Regions from separate parts of the Sus scrofa genome. Here region 1 is linked to region 2. The links are chromatin contacts, called in public Hi-C maps. All regions are on one chromosome and are shown on one strand. Each heading gives the region's core, a stretch centred on a gene start, on an enhancer-like site or on the middle of the called end of the contact. The rest is flanking DNA. Distances are from core to core; before and after follow the strand shown.

What was found. A called contact is a pair of places that touch in the nucleus more often than the background predicts.
Region 1: a contact with region 2 is called in a Hi-C map of liver, with 2.8 times the contacts expected there. The contact joins the promoter of PGRMC1 here to the promoter of IL13RA1 in region 2. A contact is called at or near these places in 1 of 5 promoter capture datasets (liver) and 3 of 47 Hi-C or Micro-C datasets (liver and skeletal muscle).

What each region holds. Positions count from the first base shown.
Region 1 is chrX:97,732,750-97,738,033 of Sscrofa11.1, reverse strand. PGRMC1 (progesterone receptor membrane component 1) reads right to left here and starts at 2,632. Exons shown (of 3, transcript NM_213911.1): 1 at 2,267-2,632. The coding sequence starts at 2,591.
Region 2 is chrX:97,298,037-97,302,787 of Sscrofa11.1, reverse strand. IL13RA1 (interleukin 13 receptor subunit alpha 1) reads right to left here and starts at 1,828. Exons shown (of 11, transcript NM_214341.1): 1 at 1,750-1,828. The coding sequence starts at 1,828.

The DNA of each region.
Region 1 (5,284 bases), core at 1,383-3,882, 430 kb before region 2:
GCCGTTTCAGAAGCCATGGTCACAGGATACTAAAAGGATCTGAGGGGAGCACTGCAAGTCGTTGGAGAATATTATTATTATATATAATAATATATATTAATATAATATATTAATATTATTATTATATATTAATTATTAATATATTATTCAGCAGAACGTACATTCACTAGCGTGTAAGCTCCATGAGCCGAGCTCTTTGCCTGTTCTGTTCACTGCTCTGTTCCCAGAGGCCACAAAAGTGCCCTGCGTACAACAACGTCATGAAACATGATGACCTTTGGGAATCCTTTATAACATGAAGTATCATTTCCCCGTGACAGTCTCACATAGGCATGGCCTCACTGGATGACAGTGCAGGTGGAGACTGAGAGAGCTCACAACGGGCCATCCTTATCATTTTGAAGAGGGACCACGAAGGCCCAGAGAGAAGAGCGCTTTGCCCCAGGCCACACGGCTGGTCAGTGATCCAACCAGGCGGAGAACCCAGGCGGCCTCACTCCCAGCGTCGTGCTCTGTACACAGGCCTAGGTTCTTCTCGATGACTCTGCAAACCACCATCATATGCTGCTGCTCCAGGCATCAGGTCATTTATGGTGTAGCTCCGTAATGGCAGGTATTTACACTCGCATGTTTACTGACAATGCCTCCAGGTGTGCCACTTCAGGGACAAATAATATAGGTGTGGTTTTTTCAAATGATTTGGACAGTTACATGCCTACAAAGTAGGTCTTCTGAATCTCTGCCACAAGGAAAAACTGCTAAGTGGGAGATTTCCTTCAGAACCTTAACACATCTGATTTTGATGAGTTGGATTGGGAGAGAATAACAAAGTCTGAGTGGGGCCGAAGGAAAGATGGCTGCCTTCTACACACTTCCCCTGTGCCCAGACCAGTGGACACACTCCCTGGGTCCCCTTGTTTTTAGAGGTGTCCATATCGGAGGAGCTAAAAAATCTCTTCTTCCTCCGGTCCAAACAGTGTATAAAGCAGGCCTTCCAAACCTGGATGCTTGTGGCATTGGTCTAGGGGGTGGGAGTGTTGAAATGCAGACTCCTGGACCTCCCCCGCCGCCCACCAGAGCCCACCAGACTCTTCCGCGGTGGTGGAGATCAGGCCGGGAATCTGTATTGTACCTCAAGCGCATCAGGTGATTCTGATCCGCAACCAAGCTTGGCAAAGCCTCATCTCCAAGGCCCCTTCCAGCCTGCCCCCCTCCAACAGCTCAGCCGTCATCCACCCCTCATTTCCCCTAGGGTTGGCTTTTCCTGAAATCCCCACACCCCGCAGCCTTCAGAGCCCTACCCCTTTTGTTTCTCAGGATCCTCCCACTTCTCCCTCCCTCCCTCCCTCCATTTTAATTTTTTTTTTTTTTTTTTTTTTGGCTTCTAGTCCTTTCTCTCCTGCTATGGACTGTAATACTGTATTACCTTCTCGCCTTGCCACATTCCTCTCGGCCGCTATATTCAGCCTTCCTCATCCAGCTCCCTTCCCCCATGGGGCCTCCCTTGTTCACCTCCCAGCTCTCCCCGTCTGCCACACACAGCACGCGCACACATATCAAACACACGCCACACACATACCTGACACACGCCATGCCTCGTTCCCAGCGCACGCGCGCGCGCGCACACACACGCCTGACAAGCCACGGACACTCAACACGCACACACACATCACTCATCGGCCACGCACAATGCTCCTACCTGCTGCCAATCCCATCTCCGCGTTCTCTCCCCCACACCCTCACATTCCACCATGGCTACTCCAGGCGTCATCCGGCCTTCGAGTCCCCTTCGACGCTGGACCTCCCGACCTCCTCCCGCCTCCCCGCCCCCCCGTCTCCCTCGAGACACCCTCATTTCCTTTCTCCAGCCCGACACCCGCCCCTCCTTCCAGGAACCCCCAAACCCGATACCTTCGAAACTCCCCGAACACTGCGCCCTGCTGTGCTCCCCCGCCTTCCCAGCGCTGCGATCTCACCCACCCACTCCCGGCTTAAGCGCTTCAACCTTCTTCCTCCCGGTCCGACTGGCGGCACGGACCTGGAATCTGCGTCCCCCACTCGCCCCGCAGCCCTTCTAGGGCGCCTCTGGCCCCCCGCCCGCCCTGGGAGCCGCCCTGCCCCGCCCTCCCCGGCTCGCCGCCATTCCGCCCCCAGCCCCGGGGCACTCGCTCCCCCCTCGCCTCTCCGGGACTCAGCCCCGTGCCGGGGCCCCTTCTTTTGTCTCTGCGGCCACCCCCCCCCCCCCGCCGGCGGCCAGCCGCCGTACCGGGCCCGTAGAACTTGCGGCCTTTGGTCACGTCGAACACCTTGCCGTTGATGGCCATGAGTATACGCGGGTCCTGGACGCCGTCGAAGCGACGCAGCTCGGCAGGGGTGAAGTCGCGCCGCTTAAGGCGGGGCAGCGGGGGCGGCTCGTCGTCGTCGCTATCGCTGGCCGCCGGCTGGTCCCCGCGCACGATCTTGTAGAGCAGGAAGATGCAGAGGCCGAGCAGCAGCAGGTTGAGCGGCGACGTGAAAATCTCATGCAGCAGCCCGCCGCCCTCTAGCTCGCTCGGGTCGGCGCCGGTAGCCGCCACATCCTCGGCAGCCATGATCGCTGGAGCAAAGGTTGGAGGGCTCCGGAACTCGTTTCCTCCACCCTCTCCGCGAGCTAGTGGCGCGCGGGGCCAGGCGGATGAGGACTAGCCAGCGGAGGAGGCGGAGCCAGGCGGGGCGGGGGCGGGGCTGGACGGGCGGGACCTCTCAGCCCCGCCTCCCCGCGGCGGCCGAAGCTCCCGGCGCCGCTCAGTGGAGCGCAGCCCAGTTCGGAACCCCCCCCCCCGCGTTGCCTCTGGATGGTGGCTGCTCTCCCCCAGCCAGATCCAGCCTCCTCCTAGATTGCGGAGCACACCCCTCAGCTCTACCTGCGAGGCCGAGCCCCAGCCTCACGCCAGCCTCTAGTTAACCGCAACGCAGCGCGCAACCCTCCTCCGCACTCCCAGTTTGCTCATGCAGAGCTTTGCGCGGCTCTGCATGAGGCCCCCTCTGCCACCTGATGCGAGCCAAACACCGACTCCATTTCGCCTGCTTCAGGCCTCTCCCCGCCTTCCATTACGAAGCCTCATCTTTCCCAGGCCAGCCCTAGGGACCACGAGGCTTTCTTGGGAGACAAGGAAACTCACTCCTTGAGTTCCTTTCCCATCCTAGAGCCCCAGACCACCCATTTCCACCTTGGGAACCCCCGTTCACCCTCTTTGACGACCTTTCTCCAATCCCCCACTCCCCTCCAGATGCTGTGGGGATAGCTAAAGTCAGTGCACAGGGTTCATCTGACAACTCTCCCAATATGTGGGGAAACAGTTCAACAGATCTCCCGATTTGCTTTGGGTTCGTTCTTGGAAGACTAAAGCCTTTTGCAATCACTGATTTGCTCAATAATCCCACATCAACAATGTTCTATTATGCTGGGTTTTTTTTTTTTTCTCAGAATAATGACCAAAGTTTCTCTGTTTGGCAGTGTTCTTCTATTTGAACTCGGTCGAGCTACCCTTGGCAGTCGCAATAGCCCAAAGGAAGGTGGGAGTTTGTAAGAAACCTTGGTTTGGTCTTTTCGTTTCCTCAGTATTTCATCCGGCCTTTGATGTACTAACCGGCTGTACAGGAGCGGCCTTAAGGAGAAAGGACTGTCTATACCCTTCAGAGTCCTAATCTGGTCGCCCTCTTTATTGTGGCAGGGGGAGCGGAGCTGAAGAAAGGATAGAGAGAGGGGGGAAATAATTAAAACCAACCCATGTACACATCTGCAGCCCAGAGCGGGTACTTTTCCATCAGGAGTTCTATCTGCTTGCACATAATTTACTCCCCCTCCCAACACGCAGGAGACTGGAGAGAATCGGCTTCTTACCTCAGAATTCTAAAAATTTCTGGCACAAACTGCTTCCATCCCTGCCCCCTACCCCACCTTCTTAAATCATTTTAAAGTGCATATGAGCTGAACAATCTTTAAGTGGGGCCCACACACTTTTTTTTTTCATGGATCTAAATTTAGGATTAGCTGAAATGGCCTTTCCAGATCTTTTGTCAAACCTCTTCACTTTAATCACGGGGGAAGAGGCTCAAACTGAGGGCACGCGGCTGCAATTAGAATCTAATAATTTTGAAAAACGACAACCACCACCACACCACACCACCACATTCGACAAACCAACAAACTTGTGAAAAAATATTTACATTTGCAACTAATAATGACAAGGGGTTAATCTCTTATAGGAGTTTGGTCTCATTTTGATTGACAAGAAAATCCATGAGTCTAGTCAATCAGTGGGCAAAGAAAGAAATAGGGAGTTCACGGAAGAAGGGATACCTATGGTGAATAAGCATACGAAATATGTTCCGTCTCAATAGCAATGAAAAAATGGAGCTAACACTGTCACTTAGCACCTTCCTATAGAAGGGATAAAGAGGAAAAAGGATGGGAGTTCCTGTCATGGCTCAGTGGTTAACGAATCTGACTAGGAGCCATGAGGTTTCGGGTTCGAGCCCTGGCCTTGCTCAGGGGGTTAGGGATCCAGCATTGCCGTGAGCTGTGGTGTAGGCCAGCGGCTACAGCTCCAATTTGACCCCTAGCCTGGGAACCTCCATATGCCGTAGAAGCGGCCCTAGGAAAAGACAAAAAAAAAAAAAAAAAAAAAAAAAAAGGATGATTGACAAATCTACAATGCTGGCAAGAGACCTGGGAGACTCTTCACACACCAGTTGAGGAGAGTAGAAGTTGGTATAACCTTTTTCCCCTTATTTCCCCACACCTACAGCATAGGGAAGTTCCCTGGGCCAGGGATCAAATCTAAGCTGCCTGTGCCACAGCTGTGGCAACACCAGATCCTTAACCCACTGCTCCAAGCTAGGGATCAACCCTCACCTCCGCAGTGACCCGAACTGCCTCAGAGGCAAGGCTGGATCCTTAACCCGCTGCACCATGGCAGGAACTCCCGGTATAACCTTTCATTGTCCATAAAAATATTTTCTATCCATTATCCTATGTCTGGAAACGTACTCTTTGGTCCAGTAATGCCACTGCTAGGAATCTCTCCCAAGGCAACGCTTAGAGATGCAAGTGAAGATTTCATTACTAAAATGCTCACCAGAGAATCATTCGTAATATGGAAAAACTATAAGCAACCTAAATGTTCAACTTTAAGAAATGGCTGACTTATCCGTTTGGATTTTGACAAAACCATAAAATGGTGTATGGTTAGCCTTCCAAATAGTATTGTGACACAGGAAAATGCTTGTGTTTTAATCTTGA
Region 2 (4,751 bases), core at 579-3,078:
TGATGAAGTTGGGGGTTGCCAGTATTAGCTAGAGGGCCAGCTGTGTGTTGTTCCAGGTGTGTGTGGGAGGGAGTCTGTGCCAGGGAGGGTGCTGGAGTAGCACTGGGAAAATCAGGAGACTAATGAGACGGGTGACCCTAGACAAGTCCTTTCCCTTCTCTGGACTGCAGCTGCCCTATATATATAATTATGGAAACTGGATTTCCCCAAGTAAACTACAGGCACTTGGGGGGGGGGGGCGAGGATTACACTGTACATTCTAAGGTTCTAAGTGAACCTACAGAGCCTGGCTCAGTACTAAACAAGAAAAGCACTTGAATTTTTATTTATTTATTTATTTATTTATTTTTGTCTTTTTAGGGCTGCCCCTGGGGCATATGGAAGTTCCCAAACCAGGGGTTCAATCGGAGCTGCAGCGGAGGGCCTACGCCAGAGCCACAGCAAAGTGGGACCCCTGAGCAGTGTCTGCAACCTACACAGCAGCTCAGGGCAACGCGAGATCCTTAACTCACTGAGCGAGCCCCGGGATTGAACCCACATCCTCACAGATACTAGTTGGGTTCGTTACTGCTGAGCCACAATGGAAAGTCCTCACTTGAATTATTAGCTGACCAACTTCAAACCTCCCCAGGTCTCTATTCCAAGGCCACCTTTTCAGTGGAGGTCTTCCTACTCCACCTTATTTACAATGGCAGCCCCCTCCTCTGCGTTGTTTTCCTCCAAAGTACTTCTCGCCATCTGACATACCTTATATTTCACTCCCGCCCCCCTTTCTCAGACTCTGCCAACTGCAGAGAAGCACCAAAGGGCAGGGACTCTGTTTTGCTCATCTGCGGCATTCTCAGCCCCTAGAACACAGCCTGGCAGTGAGCCGGCTCTGCACACGTTTTGTTGACTGAATCAACACAGGGCAGCGAGGTTTCCTAATCAACATTTCAACTTGGGTTTCAAAGTACAACACGCTGGTGAAATTGCAATAAACAAAACTGGAAGCGTTTGTGTCAACATGACAATAAAACCTATCGACTTTGGATCTACTATCCTCACCAAGAAGGTCCGGAAAAAGCCATCCCTGAGCAACTCATCAGCCCCCACTTTTCACAGTAACTCTTGGTTGATTAATTTGAAATTGCCGCACGGGGGGGGGGGAGGGGCATACACGAACGCTCTATGTTTGCAACTTTTCTGTAAATTGAAAATTATTCCAAAGTATAAAGGTTGCTTTTTTTTAAAGGAAAATATTAAAGAAAGGCATCCACGCGGATGCTGCTCCGGGTTTCCCACTGGATTTCTTGGACGCCAGAGGAGGCCGTGACCCTCACGTCCTTTTCCTTCAGGAACTAGGAGCCTCAGAGGTTGCCTCCAACTCTCACTCCCTCACTAGACCCGCTGCGCTAGAAGCCCCGGCGGGTCCCCGGCTCGCCGGGACCTCGGTCGCCGTCCCCGCGGGCTTCTGGGCCCTCAACCCCTCCCGGGCTCACGGGCCACATGCCCGGTCCCGACTCCGCGGCCACGGACTCGTTTCGGTCCGGCCCCGGGCTCCTCGGCGCTTCCCGACGGCCAAGGGACGTCCTCCGGCCCCTCCGCCGCTCTGGGTCCTTCACCTCGAGCCGCACGCGAGTGGCGGCGGCGGCGGCGGCCGCGGGGGCATCGCGGAGCCCGCCCCCGGCGCCCACCGCCGCCCTCGGCCCGGCGGGCCTCTCGGCCGCGACCCCCGCCGCCCCGGGCCCCAGGGGCCGCACTACTCACCTGCGGGCGCGGCCAGCCCGCCGCCGCCGGCGCAGAACAGCAGCGCCCACAGCCCGTAGAGCCGCGCCGGCCGCTCCATGCAGCCCCTCGCTCGGAGCCCGGCCGGGCAGCAGCCGCGGCAGTCTCCGCCTCCTCCGCTCCCTCTCCCACTTCCCGGCTCCGCCGCCCTGGAGGCCGGGGGCCGGCGCAGACGGGAAGGGCCGCCCCGCCCACCGGCCGCAGGTAACCCCTGGCGGCCGGCGCGGGTGGAGGGGCGGGGCGTCGGTGGCTCCCGCAGCGGCTTCTGCTGCGCAACACCTGGCCCTGCCGCAGCCCAGTCCCCCGCCCCGAGGCGGATCGCCGGCCAAACGGAACTTCCCCGACCGCGTCGCGGCCCGGCCCCCGCGCCTGCAAGCCGAGCGGACCGTGCAGACCGGCGGAGCCCCGGACGTGCTGGGGGAGCTGTATTCCACCGGGCTCCCCGGGCAGGGCCTTCTCTGGGAACGAGCCTTGGCCTGGGAGTCTGGAGACGCGGCTTCCAAACGTGGGCCTCTGAGCCCTTGTTTCCTAAACTCTGACTCCCGAGTTAGTAATCCCAGGTCTGACCTCAGAGGGTGGACTTGGAAGACCAGAGGAGGGGATGTGGCGGGAGCATGCTTTGTAAACAGGATGAAAAGTATATTTGAAATCTGTTGATAATGGGGGGGGAGGAAGCAAAAATTGTAAATATGACCGACAGTGCCATACTATATACTTGGATTTTTAAAAATGTTTCCTTTTTTGGCGGCCCCACGACATATGGAATTCCCGGGCCAGGGATCCTATCCAAGTCGCAGTTGCTACCTAGGCCGCAGCTGCAGCACCGCAGGATCCTTAACCCGCTGTGTCTAGCCAGGAATCAAACTGGCGTCCTAGCGCTCCCAAGAGGCCACCGAACCCGTTGCGCCACAAAGGGATGTTTTTAAAGCTCACGACCAACTTTCTACATACTGCTTTTTCATACATATAGAGAGATGGAAGGTGGGTGGCTGAGGCTTAATGTCGCTGGGGATGGAGGAAAAGAGGAACCCTTGGTTTCCTATGGCTGCTGTAACAAATTACCACGAATTGACTAAAAACACCCCAGTTTTATTATATTAGCGTTCTGGAGGTCAGAAGTCCCACTAGGGTAAAATCAAGGCGTGGCTGGAGCTGTTTTCCTTCTGGAGGTTCTAAGGGAGAATCTGTCTCCATGCCTTTTCCAGCTTCTGGAGGCCGACTGCATTCCTTGGCCCCTTTCTGTACCACTCAGACCTCTGCTTCCCTTAGCACATCTCCTGCTCTGACTCTGACCCTCCTGCCTTCCTTTTTCTTTTTTGAGAAGCCTTGTAATTAGATTGCACCTACCAGATATCCAGAAGGAACTAGTGGTTAGCAGTGGGACGGGAGGAGTGGGAGGTGCAAACTATTGGGTATAAAATAGGCTCCAAAGGGAGTTGCCCGTCGCGGCTCAGTGGTTAACAAACTCCACTAGTATCCACGAGGATGCAGGTTCGTATTCCTGACCTCACTCAGTAGGTTAAGGATCCAGCGTTGCCAAGAGTTGTGGTGTAGGTCGAAGATGCGGCTCAGATCACATGTTGCTGTAGCTGTGGTGTAGGCCAGTAGCAACAGTTCCAATTCAACCCCTAGCCTAGGAATCCCCATATGCCTCAGGTGCTGCCCTAAGAAGACAAAAGATGAAATAAATAAATAAAACAGGCTACAAGGATGTAGTCTACACTGGGGATATAGCCAATATTTTATAATAACTGTAAATGAAGTGTAACCTTTAAAAATATATAATTTTTTAATGTTAAAGGAAAAAATAGATGGAGCCTACTAGATAATCCATGATAATCTCCCCATCTCAAAATCCTTTACTTAATCACACCTACGAAGTCACTGTTGCCATATAAAATAACCAGCGTATTCATAGTGGTCTCGGATTAAGACATGGACACTGTTGAGGGGGTATTATTCTGTCACCACCCCTCAAAAAAGATTCAAGTCTGGATAGGTGATGAGACCCACTGACTGGGGTATATTTTGGTTGAATTCAACCAATGTACACATCTGAAATCTGTTGCAAAAAAAATAGAGCAATAAAAATGCTGATCATACACCTAGTCTAGACCCTACTCAAAAGGTATGGGGATGTTTAACCGATCTGAAACAAAGGCTTCACTCTTGGAATTAAGGTCCTTAAGGACAATAAACATTTATCATCCTTCCAGAATCTCTGGTAGACACTCATTAAAAGCAGGCTCTGCCAACAAAGAGCTGCAGGCATTATGAGGGGCGATCGCAAGAGCAAGAACAGGAGTTCCCGTCGTGGCTCCGCAGTTAGCGAACCCAACTAGCATCGGTGAGGATTCGGGTTCGATCCCTGGCCTCACTCAGCAGGTTAAGGATCCGGCGTTGCCATGAGCTGAGGTGTAGGTCACAGACACGACTTGGATCCTGCGTTGCTGTGACTGTGGTATAGGCCGGCAGCTACAGCTCTGATTAGACCCCTAGCCTGGGAACCTCCATATGCCATGGGTGTGGCCCTAAAAAGACAGGAAAAAAAAAAACCCACCAAAAAAACAAACAAACAAGACAAACAAACAAAAAACCAAAGGCAAGAATGGGGAACTGGCAGACACCAAGAAGGGGTAACTTATGCGGGGGCAGAGGCAGGGGCGGCTTCCAGGAGTCAGGCCCGCCTGTGCTGAATCTTGAGATACTGAGTCTTGTGGTTCAAAGTTCAGAATAAATCCTTGCCTGTGTGTATTATTGAACAAAATAAAACACTTTATAAACTATCAAAGCCAGCAGAGCTGAGAGAGACGACTGTTATTTCTAAATCCCTCCGACAAACAGGCCAGCTCCTCTCTAACCCAAGACTTTCCCTCCCCGTCACCACACACATACGCTTGTTGACATTTTCTATAAACATTATACAATAACTTTATAATAATGTTTCCCGAATGATTATGTCATCTGCCTTTTAAGAAGTCTTC